Regions from separate parts of the Aedes aegypti genome. Here region 1 is linked to region 2. The links are chromatin contacts, called in public Hi-C maps. All regions are on one chromosome and are shown on one strand. Each heading gives the region's core, a stretch centred on a gene start, on an enhancer-like site or on the middle of the called end of the contact. The rest is flanking DNA. Distances are from core to core; before and after follow the strand shown. Region 1 holds the start of LOC5571293 (glycerol-3-phosphate dehydrogenase [NAD(+)], cytoplasmic). Region 2 overlaps LOC5571293 (glycerol-3-phosphate dehydrogenase [NAD(+)], cytoplasmic).

The links. A called contact is a pair of places that touch in the nucleus more often than the background predicts.
Region 1: a Hi-C map of whole pupa shows a contact between it and region 2, with 2.5 times the contacts expected there. The contact joins the promoter of LOC5571293 here to the enhancer-like site in region 2. A contact is called at or near these places in 2 of 2 Hi-C or Micro-C datasets (whole body and whole pupa).

Annotation. Positions count from the first base shown.
Region 1 is chr2:21,156,362-21,160,923 of AaegL5.0, reverse strand. LOC5571293 (glycerol-3-phosphate dehydrogenase [NAD(+)], cytoplasmic) reads left to right here and starts at 1,714. Exons shown (of 6, transcript XM_021840158.1): 1 at 1,714-2,146. The coding sequence starts at 2,103.
Region 2 is chr2:21,113,839-21,118,358 of AaegL5.0, reverse strand. It overlaps LOC5571293 (glycerol-3-phosphate dehydrogenase [NAD(+)], cytoplasmic), which reads left to right. Exons shown (of 6, transcript XM_021840158.1): 3 at 2,651-3,230; 4 at 3,287-3,440. Among protein-coding and RNA genes, the nearest start is that of LOC5571294, 32 kb to the right of the region's middle. Within about 2 kb of position 1,573, at least 2 of the 3 cell types and tissues checked have open chromatin away from gene starts, as enhancers often do.

The sequences.
Region 1 (4,562 bases), core at 465-2,964, 42 kb before region 2:
AAATCTTGTTTTTATTCAATAACAAGAAAGTGCATCTTACTGCAACTACTTTAGCAATATTTCCCGCTCAAATAACGGCTATATCATGTTTAAACTTTAATTTAAAAATTGGGTCCATAAATGAACCTTGACACTTAAGATCATGTTTGACGTTCGCTTAGTCGACAAAAACACCACATGAGTTTTAGTTTTACCACTGGGGTTGTTCCTATCTGACATTTCGGAAGGGACACGGAAAACAAAATACACCCAAAATTTGAGTTTAAGCCAAGGAGTGTGACAAAATCTAAATAAATGTTTTTTGGACTCAAACCAACGGAAAACATTAGAAAATTGAGTAAACATGTGCTATTGGCCTAAACTTAAGCGTTTGGCACTAAAATTGGAACAGGGCTTTAGGACCCTATTCAAATGGAGCTCACTGTAGGAAATTTTTTGACCATTTTTTGGGCAGAAATTTTTACTTTTCTTGAGCGGAACAGCATACTTAGCTTTATGAAATAAATGCATGTGCCCAAAGAAAAAAACAACAAAGGGACATCTGTTTTCAGAATGGACCGATGCACGAGCAGGCTTCTTCCTTGCTCTTGACTTATCCTCTTTCTCCCCCTTTTAATGATCAACTACCAAAGAGAAGCGATTTTACCCACACACAAAGTGAGCGTACGAGCTCTGCGGGATGAAGAGTTCACACGTTTGTGTTTTGTTATTTTCATTCCCACAGTGGAGAAGAGCTTGTTTTGACAACCTCAGTGCTTAAAAGAGAAGGAGATTATTTTTTCCCTTTCTCAGTTAGGGGGAGAGCATGTTTTCCCATTTCTCAGTTCGGGGAAGAGCATTTCCAGACAGCTCTTCGTTGTCTCTTTGTAGCTCTTTGCCCAAAAGGGCAAAGAGGACAGCGAAATCATGCTCTTGTGTTGACGGAGAAACCAACCTCAGTTCATCCCAAAAGCAATGATGATGTGTTTGCAGAGCCTCGCAGTAAGCTAGAGCTGTCAAATGGAAGATGTGCGTTTGGATAGAGCCAACGTTTCTCTTTACTCTCTCAGCCACGGATTATTCAACCAACAGCGAATGCTGGTTCATAATTGTTGTGAGCGTACGAGGTCGCTTCATCTATCAGATCAAGATGAGCAGAATAAAGCCTGTGCACGAGTTCACTAATATGACGTTTGAGCGGTGCCGAATTCACTGGTTTCCATGGTCACATAAATAACACGGCACCGCTCAAACGTCAAATGGACCGATGCACGAGTTCACTAATTTGACGTTTGAGCGGTGCCAAATTCACTCGTTGCCTTGGTCACGTAAATAACATGGCACCGCTAAAACGTCAACTAGTGAACACGTGCATTGGTTCATAGTGAACTCGTGCATAGGTCCATAGCGTTACACACGTTATGTGTTAGTTCATAAGAGTTCGATTTTGTGCGTATCATTTAAATGTTTAAATGTGTATTTCACATTATTCAACCTTTTATGGATTTTAAATGAAAATTTCATAACAATATTGAAACACCTATACAAATTTAGAGTTGCACTTTTTGATTTTCAACCACCAGACAATTTGTCCTTCAGCGTTTGTCTATTTGTCTGTGCTGCAAATGAAACGTCATCATATTTCTGTTGTTTTTCTTTCGTTTGTGTTGTGTAGTGGTGTGTGTGTCCATCCGCGTCGGGCTCGGGATTCTTGTTCGGCTGCGCCAGTTCTGTCAGGCAGTTTAGTTCTCTTCCATCATTCGTGCGCTTCGGTTCGAGGTTCTACAATTTTAAATTCAACTTCTATCAGCAGGGCTAGAAAAGTTTGTAGGAAATCCCTACCCCATCAACATCAGTTGGAAGTGCAGTGCAATCGGTTCTATTATCACTCATAGGTATAGCCAGCTCCGAGTATTTGGTCGCGGTCGGTTTTAAAGATAGAAGCGTTGTTTTGGTCGCGCGCCACACGAAGTTATATAAAGACTGCCTCTTACATTTTGTGTCTACGGATTGTGTCACCAGTGCTCTTGGTTGGCCGCAGTATTCCTTCGGAGTTTGTCAGCGGAAGTTGTGCTTTTCTTTTCTGTGTCTAGTTCGTTCCCTTCGAATCTTCCCTTCTTATCATGGCTGATAAAGTGAAAGTGTGTATCGTTGGATCAGGAAACTGGTAAGTGATGGGATAGTTATAGATAAATTCTTTAAGCGCAAAAAATCATCTCAAATGGTAATGCGTCTTATTATGTTCTGGGGATTTAGCTGTAGGGCAAACCTTTTTCAGGATATTGTTACGTAAACCTCAAAACCTATAGGGTGCTAATGGCGAAATGTGGAACGAACAAAGGATCACAACCGATTATGCTTTCTTCTTTGGTTGGTGATAATGGCGGATAATGAAAAGACTTTTTTGTGATAAAAGGGAATCTCGTAGTCAATAGTAGGTCACTGAATTTTAATGTCCCACGAATTCGAATACGGCCCCCGTACGGTCAAATTTAAATGAACGAAACGCGAAAAGCGTCCAAAAGTTTGTTTACATCACACTGTTGCGAATTTATCAAAAAAGTGTGTCGACCACCGTTCGCAATACAATATGAGATGGATTGTAAAATTATATTGGTTCGAAATCTTCTTCGCGATGGTTGGTTAGCTAACTTTAGAGAGAGCGTGCGAAAGATCGTTGGTTGGTGGCTGATGATGCATCGTCAAATCTGAATGTCTTGCCCCAATAGAATAAGCAGGAAAAAACTGCTCAGCGGGACCTTGACCATTCAAGACACTTTTTTTTGTCCTTGAAAAGAAGATTGATTACTTACAATATTTTGCGGCTTGTGAAAGGTAGTCTTAGTAATTAATGGTGGAAATTATCACGTTGTACAAGATGTGTTATAAATTACGAATTTTGACACAGCAAAAAAAGCTTGTCGAACTTATTGGAAAAGATATAGCTACTCCATTACAATTATTAAAATTTGTATGACATGTTATCCACCATAATGAATAAAAGGGATTGATAGGTGTAAAGGTAACATGGCCTTAATTCTATCAGTGATCTTATCATCTCTTTAGAATATGCGTCCTTAGAGGTCAGTTGGATACATTACCGGTGAAGAAAAGTGCTCTGCCAGAATGCATTCGATTTTTCGTCAATTGCTAATTATTTTCATAGACTCTGTACTATGAAGAACTCAAATATATTAAAAAAGTGATTAAATACGAGATCAGGATCATGTTTATTAGTCTTATTAAAAAAAATCAGAACAATCATTCAAAATTAAGCTCATATGCACATTTGTTACTGTTTCGCACTCTTTGTTTGTGGTGTTAAGTTTTGTAAAACTATATGTAAATTATGAGATTTGAAAAAGTAGCAGGAATATGTTGTGCTTAGTTTGACGCATCCAATAATTTTGTTTTTGCAGTTTCTAACTAACTGTCGCTATAGAAGATACCATGTTTTTGGCTAAATATACCGGGTTGATATACGATGATTGTTGATTTTTTCACTGATTCATAGGGTGGTTCAAAAAATTGTGTTTTGCTCCACACCGATCATTGGATTCTAGATCAAATTCTGAGCTTCCTCCCAACATTTGAGCTCATTTGGATAAAAACTACGACTGCACAAAACCTTGTAGTTAGTATGAGAATTACTATGGGAAAAGCAAGGTCAGTGTTTGGTCACGTGCGCTTGAGAGTTAGAGCAACGCCGATACTGTTAGATATATTAGTCAGCTACAACTTTGCCGCAGACCGTTTTCAAATCGGTGGCCTCAGTAATATTTATTTATTTATTTTTGTATGATTTGAAAATCTTCGGCTTTAATAATTGAGCTGCTCTTTGTATGCACGCACTGACAAGCATAAATCAGAAAGGGTTATTCGATAATTTGATCAACCTAACTCAAAACAGCTTGGCATTGTTTAATAGGGCTAGAAACAGTGTTCTTATATCAACTGTAGTAGATACAGCAATGAAAAAATGGAATATATTGCATCGCATTTTTCTTAAATCCTTCCGAGCGTTAGATACGTCGTTTTGGACAATTATATGCGTGTAACTTTTTTTGTGTGTATATGATTGACGACCCGGAATACCATTACCCGGAAAAAAACATTTGCCGGAACGTACTATTCACCGGAATGCACCATTACCCGGAAGGCCAAATCTTCCATTATCGACGACCTTTTTCAGTAGCATTTCTACAGTTAATAGCTGAGAGTTTGACAAATATGTAAATAATCTCTAAAACGTCGTCAAATTTGCCAACCAGAAATAATTTTGAACCGGCGGTATTCCATTTATTTGTGATTTAAGACCGGTTTGCTACTGACAAGAAAAGGAATCGCCTATCTCGATGCGTGGAAAATTTCTCCCAAGAAATGGTCAAGAAAATCTCTTTTTTCTGATCGCAGTACGCAGTTGAGAAGAAATGTTACTTCAAAGGGGGCTCTCTGTAGGAAATTTCTTGACCCTTTCAGTCAAGAAATTTCTTTACTTTTCCTGAGCGAAACAGCATACTTAGCTTTAATTAGAAAAGAATCGCATGATAGGGTGCAGAGCTACATGGGCACTTCCATGATTC
Region 2 (4,520 bases), core at 324-2,823:
AATATTACTATAAGGGTACCTAGGAACTCCTGACAAGGTTCTTGTATAGAAGCTTGTTAGATTTTCATTTAGATTCATGACAAATTTTCAATGCGATCTCTGCTAGAATCCTAACGAGAATCTAAAGCCAATAATTGACCAGTTTCTTGAAAGTTCTTTCTGAGATATCACTAAAAAAGATTATTGGTAGATTGATAATAAGATTTCAGTGGATTCTAGAAAAGATCCTTGGCTGATTTTGCTTGAAATTTTTATTAGATTCGTAGAGATTGGCGAAATGCTGAGCCACAAAACAAAAATGGAAATCTATTAAAAGACCTACTGAAATCCTGAACAGATTCATTGAGAATACCGTTTGGCGGATTTCTTGGGTTATTGATTATAATGATTATTGGTGAAGCCTTGTCTGGATTACTAGTTTGACTCTTCTTAGATCTATGAAAAAGTTCTAATGAGGCTCCTGACGAAATTTTATATGGTCTTCTACAGATTTACAGTGATTTCTTTCAATCATTCCCAACAAATTCCTTGTAATTTTTCATGGCTAGATCTTTAATGGATAAATAAATAGCGAGGTCCTTTTGGTGTTTTTTACATTCTTGGCCAAATCTTTGACAAAAACGCTTGGAAGATGTTATTTTGGATATATGTCAAACAATTATAGACAACTTCATAGGAGGTCCATGGCTAATGCATAATTCCGAAGGCATTTTGAAAAGGTTGGCTTTTGAACTTTGCCGTTTTGTGGAGGTATTATTTAAATTTAGATAGAGAGCAGAAATTTATTAATATAGTTCCAAAATCTCTAAAATTCCAATGAATTCTAGTGGTCTCTTAAATATTCCAAATAATAGTTCATATCTGTTTCAAAATTCAAACCGTTTTTAGCTCACAGTATTTTATAAGTTTAATTAAAAATAATTCATATACATATGAGTTAGAGTAAGTCCCTCAAAATTCGACCATTTTGTATCAAAGGAAGATATCGAAAATGGATGCAATGACTTGATGCAGAATTATTTTACCATCCGGGAATTAAAAATCTTTATTTGAATGAATACCCAAAAACTTAAAAATATTCTTAGTGAAAAGCCTGTTCTAACTCTTATAAACCCACAAGAATACTCCTATCTTCTGTTTTCTTTTTGTTATCTTTGCCCCAGTTTGGTCCCTTTGTAGTTCCTGTTTTGTCTCTTTTGGGTATTTTTTCTGTCTTGAAGTCTCCAAAGATTCCAAGACACTTAGTCGCCACCAGCCCTGTCATCTTAGTATGATGCATGCTGACCTTTTATCAGCGTACTTAACGTTGCTGTATTTTAATCTGCTCAGCGTCAAAGCCGGCTGATTGTGGCTCGGACTTATATTGATGGTGCTTATCTTCACCAATACCTACTTGTGTTCTAAAAGCAGTGGGATTGCTCGACATAGATTTACAAGCATTATGCAGGCACAAGTTCAACTTGCACCTACTGTCCACTTCACATTGTGGCCATTGACTTTCAGAACAGCGCACATAAGGAGCAGTCAAGTTTGCGAAATGTGACTGTTTACTGTGCCACACGGCAGAATGTGAGTCAAACACATATTGTGTAACAACCGAGGAGCTTACTTTTTTGTTGCTTCTGATTATCTGTAGGTGTGTAACAAACAAACAACCAGTAGTACCGCCAGGGGAAAGGTACGGGTTCAAGTCACTTATCTTTCTTCTATAGCTTCGTTCTGTCGACGATGCTTGAAAGTGGAGGAAAATTGCCACAATGAAGGTCACCCAACGTGGCAGTGAGATTGATGTATATTTTCATTAATGTCCCATAGCTCTCAAGTGATTGATCACCAAGATTTGAGCTGAGTATTGTCTTTATGAGTTCAATGTTCTACTGATACATGACTCTAAAGAATAATCCCCCTCGAATACATCCCATGGTAGTTGCTTCCCAGTCTTTTCCAGTTTTACTATATGTGTTGATCTGATCATGAAGCAAAAAATCCACGAAATCCCAGATACACTCCTTTCGGAGTATATAACACTAACTTTTGCAGGCAAGTACGGTCAAATCAGCAGTGACAGAACGTTTTACACCAACGCGTCAAGTACAAATTATTCCTCTGGATTTGAGGTATTTAATGAAGTTTCATTCAAACTTCAGAGTCCTTATTCCGTATATGTCGCCGAATTACTGGCGATACACTACGCATTAGAGCTAATTGCCTCGCTTCCCTCTGTTCAATACTTCTTTTTCAGGGATAGCCTTAGCTCAATAGAAGCTATTTGTTCAAAAAATACGATTTATTTTGAGGGCTCTACCGAATCACACCATCAACTTTGTTTGGGTCTCTTCTCATTGCTCGATTCCGGGCAATGAGAAGGCGGACTCAATTACTAAGGTGTATCGCCTTCAATGATGTTTTCACAATCGCTCGCCAGCAATTCACAATCAGTTGGCAACAAAAATTAAATGAAGGAGATTTGGGCAGCTTTCGAATAGATCATGGTTTAAAGGGTTCGGCATGAGTGTAGACTTTATCAAACCGCGAATTTTACGCTTCTAACATGATTTTAACCCCGTTAGACGCCGTCAGGCCTAAATAAAAGTTGAGGTAAAAAATTCGAGCTGAGTATTAATGGTATCTTCTCCGTATTCTTTTAAAGGTCGCCGTTCCGGACGTCGTGGAAGCTGCCAAGGATGCCGACATCCTCATCTTCGTCGTGCCACATCAGTTCATCCGGGGTCTGGGAGCCCAGCTGCTTGGCAAAATCAAAACCTCAGCCGTCGGTCTCTCGCTGATCAAGGGCTTCGATGTTGCCGAGGGCGGTGGCATGGAACTGATTTCCCACATCATCACCAAGCACCTGAAGATCCCCTGCTCAGTGCTGATGGGAGCCAATCTGGCCGGTGAGGTCGCAGAGGAAAAGTTCTGCGAAACTACGATCGGTTGCCGGGACATGAAGATCGCCCAAACGCTGCGGGATCTGTTCCAGACGCCCAACTTCCGAGTGGTGGTGGTAGATGACGTCGATGCGGTGGAAATTTGCGGTGCCCTGAAGAACATCGTTGCATGCGGGGCCGGGTTCGTGGACGGTATGGGACTGGGCGACAACACCAAGGCGGCCGTCATCCGGTTAGGGCTGATGGAGATGATCAAGTTCGTGGACGTGTTCTACCCGGGTAGCAAGCTGTCGACGTTCTTCGAGAGCTGCGGCGTGGCCGATCTGATCACCACTTGCTACGGTATGTGGTGCCTCAGGATGGTAACTGGAGTGGAAATTTAAATGGGCTTATTTTAGGTGGCCGTAATCGTAAGGTGTCGGAAGCATTCGTGAAGACCGGAAAATCGATCAAGCAACTCGAAGATGAGATGCTGAACGGTCAGAAACTACAGGGCCCGATCACTGCGGAGGAGGTTAACTTTATGCTGAAGAACAAAGGCATGGAAGACAAGTGAGTAGAACTGCGAATTATTATCTTTATCAAAGGATATTTCAGCATTAACATTGTAAGTTGGTGATATTATTTTCATACTGCAGGTTATTGGTGATCTAACGCAATGGGGGTAGATTGTGCTCTTTTAGAATAGGGATTAGTGCCTCTTAATCAGAAATTTTAGTGACAAATTTGGAAGGAAAATCACTACAAGATTTCTGCAATTTAAGGCACAGGAAACAGCAAATATTAATTTCAATTTGAAAAATTTTCGTTACCTAACCTCACTTTTGATCGCCGTCTTCTGATCAATTTTGAAGATCTTCAGTCGTTTAGAAGAAAATTACATGATTAATCCGACTATTCAATTAGTTTATTCATCGTTGAGTTGGAGTCGAAAACTTCAACGGAATTCGATTGAGAGTCTTTTTGAGATCCGTTGTGCGAGATTCTTGACGATTTCTCGAAAAAAGAACATGCAACAAATTACTTCTAAGGTCCTTGATGTAAACTATGTCAAATTTTTGACGATCTTCGGAAAAAAAAATTGCGAATTTGCCGATTAGAACCTTGCCGGATTGTTTCCTTTGATCCAAGATTCGTTCTTAGAGAGATGTTGGTGGATTTTCTGGATAGATTTTTGATAGTTTTTTTTAAGTGTTCAACGCATTTTTACAAGCTTCTTGATAAATTTCAGTCAAAATTGTTGCATGATTGCAACTGTGGCGGTTCTCAGCAAGTATGTATGATCTTTGCCGGGTTTATAGAACAATTTATGATGGTATTGGTTAAATCCTTTGTTAATTCCCCTTGAAAACCTTGAGGAATTTCTGGCAGGAGACATCTACAGTATTGGACAAAACATTTGCAACTTTTTCGATTTTCCATACAAAAAGACCAACTTTGGTAAGCTAGATCTCAGTTATTTATAGACCGATTCGAATGAAATTTCCACAGAACCTCAGATATAACTTGAATTTTAACATATATTTTTGAATAATTTTTCCAATCACGAGTTTATGAGTAATAACGGTTTAACTGAAGTGTAATTTTTGACGAAAAATTCAAAACGATTTATCGCAAAATCTGATAGCCTTA